2 separate regions of the Muntiacus reevesi genome follow, and region 1 is linked to region 2. A link is a contact called in public Hi-C data. All regions are on one chromosome and are shown on one strand. The core of a region is the stretch at or near the end of the contact, and the rest is flanking DNA. Distances in the headings are between cores, read along the strand shown.

Region 1 (3,296 bases), core at 550-3,049, 1.4 Mb before region 2:
ATTCCACAGAGGGCTAAGGTTAAGTGATAAATTAGCTTTGGATGTGTGCAATTTGAGGTGACCTTTAATGGAGATGTTGAAGTTTGTGGCTGGCTATTTGGTTGGAAATCAGGGCCAAGGGCTGGCAATATAAACTTCATGAATCATCACTTGTGGAAAATGGCATTATCCTTGAAGCTACTTTGTCACCCTTTCACATCCAATTCATCACCAAGTCCTATTGATTTCACTTCTACATTTCTCTGCCCAGTCTCTACCCAGATTGCCCAGTGCTCTTCTGCTTCACACTGTTCTAGCCTAAACTCTAGCTTCATCTTCTCTTGTCCAGACAACTGCATTGACTTCCCAACTGGCCCTACCACAGTTTCCAAGAGCCTTCTCCATTTTGATCTTAATGTCAGCAGCCAAAGTGATTTCTACAAAATATAAATCCAATCAGTTTTCACCTGTCCCAAATTCTACTATGGCCTCCAATATCTTACATGATCTTACCTCTTCTAGTCTCTAGTGGCTTTCACTCTACTTCTTTACTCTGTAAACTCTGAGGTTTTTTTTTTTTTTCCTTTTTGGTGACAAAATATACATAACACAAAACTTACCATTATCACCATTTTTAAATGTACAGTTCTGTGATATATAGTACATTACATTGTTGTGCAAACATCACCACTATCCATTTCCAGAACTTTTTCATTTTCCCCAAATGAAAGCCTGTGCCTATTAAACAACTCCCCACCCACCTCCCCTCACCACTCCCCAACCCAGGGTTGGTTTTCATCTTTCAAGGAGCCCTGCCATAGTCCACACAGAGTTCTTTATACATTTCTCTGTCTGAAGCACTCTTCCACCCTTTGCCTCGTTAGCTACTACTCATCCAGTGTCAAGGAAGCCTCCTGGAACCACCAAATCCAGGCCAGAAGCTCCAGTAAATCCTTTCAAAACCAGTGCTCCTCTCCGAGAATACATAGCTCAGTTTGTACTTAAACATGTGTTGTATATTGCAGTATGGGTTCTGTCACTCTTCTCTCCTTTCTTAATATAGGTTTTAGTGTCAGGAGTTACTCGTTTTGTCCGCAGTGACTGGCATAGTGTCTGGTTCGCAGCAGGTGCTTACAATTTGTAAAATGAATAAATGGATGAACCGTCGTTCCTCATCTCCTTTCAGCTGATCACCAGTCTATCAGTACGTCCGCCCCCCAGATTGGAGTGTATCCCTTGGGACCGGACTTTGGCACCTCATCCAGGCTGGCAGCAGGCTGTGATCTTTGGTTTGCCTATCTCGGGCCTCTCGCCCAGCAAATAGCTGAACCCACGCCCCGGGCGTGTCGCGCCGTCACGCGGAACCTCCCTACTTCCACACATCAGAACCCGGCAGAAACTAAGCTTAAACTGCGAAGCCTCTTCGCACCTCCGGACGTGGGAATTATATACTTGGACCTCAGACTCACGCGGGTGAGAACCGGGAGACGCGAGGAAAGTTGGAAGGCGCGCCCCAGCGATGCCCAATCTATATTTGGGTCGAAGCCCTTTAAGCAGTACTTCATTCAAGACTCCTCCGGGACCCGGCAGTGGAGGCGCGCCAGGATTGGTCGGTTTGGGTGTGGGTGTTGCTCGGCACCAGCGAATAAGCGGGGGCAGAGGGATGTTGTGGTTCAAGACTCACGCATGCGCAGGGTCGTCTGCCTGTGCCTGGGCTGCCTGTGACCCGGGCCAGGTCTGCCGGGTGGGCTGATTGCAGAGGAGGCAGAGGGTGGCTCGGCGGGAGGGCGCCGACTCCCGGAGGCCGCTGTCGGGGCGAGGTGAGGGCTGGCGGGCTGAGGCGGGCGCTGCGGTCCGTTAGCCGAGAGCAGGCGGGGTCGGGTGTGGCGCAGGGCGGGCCTGGAAGCGGAGCCCCCCTACCCCGGCCCGTCCGGCCCTCTGGCCCGGTTTAGCTCTCCAGGGCTTCTTGGGGCTTCCCGAAGTCTCAGCTCCCCTTTCTGCCGCCAGCTGCTCTCCTGACTCCGGGACGACCCAAGGTGCGAGCCTATGGGAACCCTCAGTTGCCAGTTGCCGGTGGAGCGCTGCCCACAGTGGGAGGAGACGGGGTGTGTCCGAATGATGGGATGATTGTTTACTTAATTATCCACGAACCTCACGTCAGAGTATTTTAATAACAAACAAACTTCCCTTAGCGTGCAGATCTTGTAAGACTTGGTTTACCAGATACTGAGTTTAGTAGACCAGCTTTTGTGAACATCAGTTGTCGGAGGTGATGAGCATATGTGCGGGATATAGGATTACGTCTAGATTCCAGTGTCAGAAGGATTAAGCACTTCGGTGCTTAATTAGGTTTGTGGACATCAAAGCCACCAAAGAATATTCCCAGTGGTGAAAAGTAATTGGTGAAATTTGTGACACGGTCAGAAAAGAAATAAAATTCAGACAGTGGATAGGGTCAATTTTCATTAAATTTACAAAGAAAGGAATTGATTCTGATAGAGATAATTTTAGTAAAATGAAAATGTAAATAATTGAATACTTCCTTATTGCTAAATAGAATTAAATTGACATAATGGTTTGCCCTGGAAAACACATTTTAGGCAATGTTGTTATAGCTCTAAAAGTTTGTGTTTACAACACAAAGAACATCTTGGGGTCCCAAAGCTTTTTATCCTTATAAAGAGCCTCAGAGATCAAAAGCATCCAAAGATGACTGCTGATCAGAGAGAAAAAGTGACTTATCCAAAGGAATACAATGAGTGAGGAGCAGTTGTAGCTAGTGTAACCCTAGGTCTTGGCTCCTTCTATTAGCAGATCTCTGATTCATTCTAAGTATGAATGCTCCAGGGAAAGGAAATGTTTTAGCAAGATAGAGTTGCTGTAATCCCAAAGATTGGATTTAGAGACACAGAGTGTACTGGAACGATCACAGGCTTTCCAGTATTTTTGAGTAGGAAGTTTGGGGTGGAATACTAGCTCTACCACTTGAGCTTTACAACTACCATTTCCCCATCTGTCCAGTGTAGATTATGCCCACCTCATAGATAGTTATGAGCATTAAATATCATAAGTCATAGCATAGTGCCTGGTGTATAATATTGTGTGTGTGTGTGTGTGTGTGTGTGTGTGTGTGCGCACGCGCGAGCGTGCTCAGCCATGTCCAACTCTTTGCGACCCCATGGACTATAGCCCGCCAGGCTCCCTGTCCATTAGATTTCTCAGGTAAGAATACTGGAATAGGTTGCTATTTTCTTCTCCAGGGTATCTTTCCGACCCAGGGATCGAACATTAGATGTCTCCTGTGTTTCCTGTGTTGG
Region 2 (3,320 bases), core at 441-2,940:
TTTTTAAATGAAATTAAGCGAACTTTTACTAGTATTAATAAAACTATGGGAGGGGGTGATAGTTGGATAGTTACCTGTGCGGGAACTTGAGGATGAAGTCAGTGAGCTGCATGCATTTGAAAGGCATAGCTTGTCTCCTTACTTGAGTGCAAGGTCCATCCACCAAAGCCTAGAAGAGGTAAGATCAAGGATCTCAGTATAAAAATGTAACAGCATTCAAAATGCAGATATCCTACATAATATTAGTCTTTTCAGAATCATCAAATTCTTATACTTAAAATCTTTCTTAAAGGTTAAAAAAGGACTTAGCAGTAATAGTTAAGCATAGAACCCAACATATAGTTTTGTCTTTAATCCTTCCACTTCCCACCAAAAAAAACTATCTTTGCTCAATCCCTTAGTTTGTGGTGCTCAAGTAGTGACAACAGGAAACAAGGGCTTTCTATGGGACTGGCTTTGTTCCAAATTCGCATTGAACATAATGATTTACATCTCGCCAATGTTTTAGCCCACCTTTAGTTTAAAACTGCCTAGTTTCACTGAAACATGTATACTATCAAATGTGAAACGGATCGCCAGTCCAGGTTTGATGCATGGGACAGGGTACTCGAGGCTGGTGCACTGGGATGACCCAGAGGGATGGGATGGGGTGGGAGGTGGGTTCAGGACAGGGAACACATGTACACCCGTAGGTGATTCATGTCAATGTATAGGAAAACCACTACAATATTGTAAAGTAATTAGCCTCCAATTAAAGTGAATAAATTTATTAAAAAAAAAAAAACTGCCTAGTTTAAAAGACAGAAGTATTACTCAAACCCAGCAATACAGGTCAATTCAAGCCTCTGCTCTGTAACCCTTATCTGCGCTGGCTGTTTAACTAAAACTACCACCCATTGTACTATCTTAAGAGGGCCGTTGAAACCATTACCTCTGTCGTCTACACTGCCTCCAGTGCCATGTGAAGCCGTGACACTTTTCCTTACACTTACCCTGTTCTGATCAATAACATCTACAATCGCGACCAGCTTCCCGGCATGAGGCCCAAAGGAGACGTAGGCCACCCGGCCAACCTCTACGAAGCGCCTGAACACCTAAAATTGGGAGGCGGGGGGGGGAGAGAGAACAGCGAGACTGATTAAAACTACGATCCAGTTTGCCGTCTTTGTAACTTAGAGTATGGCTAAAAACAGGAAAAAAGAATGTTGAGGAAAACACGCCGAAGTGCCATGGGACAACCAGGACGGACGAAATCCACAGAGGGAACGGTGGCAAGTCAGGCTCCCGCTGGCCTCCAGGTCCACGAAGCCAGCACGGCCAGACCACCATGCAACGCTCTGCTTCGGCCACGGCGGGCTGGCTAGGCGACTGGCCGCCGAAACGACGAGGCGGGGGCGGCCAGAGCGCGCACGCGTGACCCAGCGAGCGCCCGGCATGCCGGGCCCTCCACGCGCTCCTCGGGCGCGCATCCTGAAAGCTCCCAACTCTTGTGGTCTTGCCCACCCGGGGAACCTCACTGCACAATACCTAAGATCCGCTGAGCGCCGCTGCTCGCCTCCGGCCCTCAGCCCAGGCAAAGCTGGAGCGGTATAGGGGCCAGACATGGAGCCCGCGCAGGCGATACTCACCATGTTGGCGGCGTTCAGCGAGAAGGAAGAAGGCCCGCCCAACCTTGCGCATGTGTAGAAGACCGCCCCGCCCCGGTAGTGAACGAGTCGCCGACGTGGGCACCGATTGGTTGGGACGTACGCACGTACGCACACATGGTCACTGGGAAAACATGGCGGAGTCTGCTGGAGCTCGGCTATGCTTTCGAGGTTGGGTTTCGTGGGTTTGGCTTAATCGACACAGCGCGTGAGCAACTGTTTCTTAAGACTTCAGGGTGCAGGAGAGCACAGAAGCTGTGCTTTCCTTTGTGACTGTTTGCAGTCCTTTCGACTTCATCTTTTAACGTTCTTCCATATTTTCTTCACTATTCGTCTAAATGTTACTGATGTCTTAGTACGATTTTTTTTCTCTCCGTAAGTGACCCCATTAATTTTTATTAACCTTTCTTCTTAAAAGAATTAAAACTTTACAGAAAAGTTACAGAAGAAGTATAAGTAATCCCCCTAAACATGTCACTTCGAGTTCCCAAATGTTAACATTATCCTGTTGCTTAATAATTTTTTTGACCCATTTGAGAGGAAACTGCAGACATGATGTTCCTTTACACTTAAATGTGATATTTCTTAGAAACAAGGGCATAATTTTATATAATCAGTACAATAGTAAAATTCAGTAAGTTAATAATAGTTATATGTATGTGTGTATATATATACACACACTTATGTATGTACATGTACGTATGTATGTATTATTTTGGCTGTGCCTCAAGGCTTGCAGGATCCTAGTTCCCAGACCAAGGGTCCAGACTCTTGACCCAGAGTGAAAGCCCAGGATCCTCACCACTGGATCACCAGGAAATTCCCACCTAATTTATTAATTTGCACTCTTTATTTAACTATTAGCAATTGTTCCGTTTATGTCATTGGCAGCAAATGAAAAAAGTCTTCAGGGCTTATAATCTTGTGAAGGGTTACAACCTGCATTTAGTTACATCTGATCTTTTAAAATCTGTAATAAACCTATCTGTGTTACTGACATTTAAAAATACAGGCTATTTGTTTTATAGGTCTCCAGTATATGCTCTGTAATTTCATTTATAGAAAATTCAAATCAGGCAAACTAATCTATGTTGGTCATTTTTACCCCTGGTGCAGGCAGCAGTTGCTTGGAGGGGGAAGCGGGGTTTTTGAGCTGCTGGTGAGTTTCTTCATCTGGGTGTTGGTTACACGAGTGTGTTCAGTTTGTGAACATTCAAATCTCTACCTTTATGATTTGTGCATTTATTTCCCCCAAACACATTTCCTAACTCTACAATCAGAGAATCTTGATCTGCAGGTCTGCAGAGGAGCAAGAATTTGCATTTAATAAACAAGCTCCCCAAGTCGTTCACTGAATACTTTGGGAAAGACTGGGATTCCCCAGTTATTTTTCTAGAGTTCACTAAATGATTATGTCCCACTTGTTTTACGTACTCCAAAAGTCCATTTTTCACCACATAATCCAGGGGTCCCCAATTCCCCGCAACCAGAACTCACAGCAGGAGGGGAGCAGTTATCTTCCCCGAAACTTGTCGCTGGTGCCAAAAAAACTTGGGAACGCTGACCCAATCTACAGGATAAAGTCCTAACTCCCCAGCAATTCAAGGCCTCCATAGTCTAATCCCAACCCCTTCCTAGGTTTTTTCTCTCTGGGCATTCTGCCTCCTTTACCCC

The links. A called contact is a pair of places that touch in the nucleus more often than the background predicts.
Region 1: a Hi-C map of blood shows a contact between it and region 2, with 4 times the contacts expected there. The contact joins the promoter of SS18L2 here to the promoter of RPL14 in region 2. A contact is called at or near these places in 2 of 3 Hi-C or Micro-C datasets (blood and muscle).

Annotation. Positions count from the first base shown.
Region 1 is chr4:74,302,061-74,305,356 of mMunRee1.1, reverse strand. SS18L2 (SS18 like 2) reads right to left here and starts at 1,799. Exons shown (of 4, transcript XM_065933111.1): 1 at 1,664-1,799. It overlaps SEC22C (SEC22 homolog C, vesicle trafficking protein), which reads left to right and starts at 1,880. Exons shown (of 8, transcript XR_010662957.1): 1 at 1,880-2,015.
Region 2 is chr4:72,920,505-72,923,824 of mMunRee1.1, reverse strand. RPL14 (ribosomal protein L14) reads right to left here and starts at 1,690. Exons shown (of 6, transcript XM_065935253.1): 1 at 1,629-1,690; 2 at 993-1,094; 3 at 75-169. The coding sequence starts at 1,631.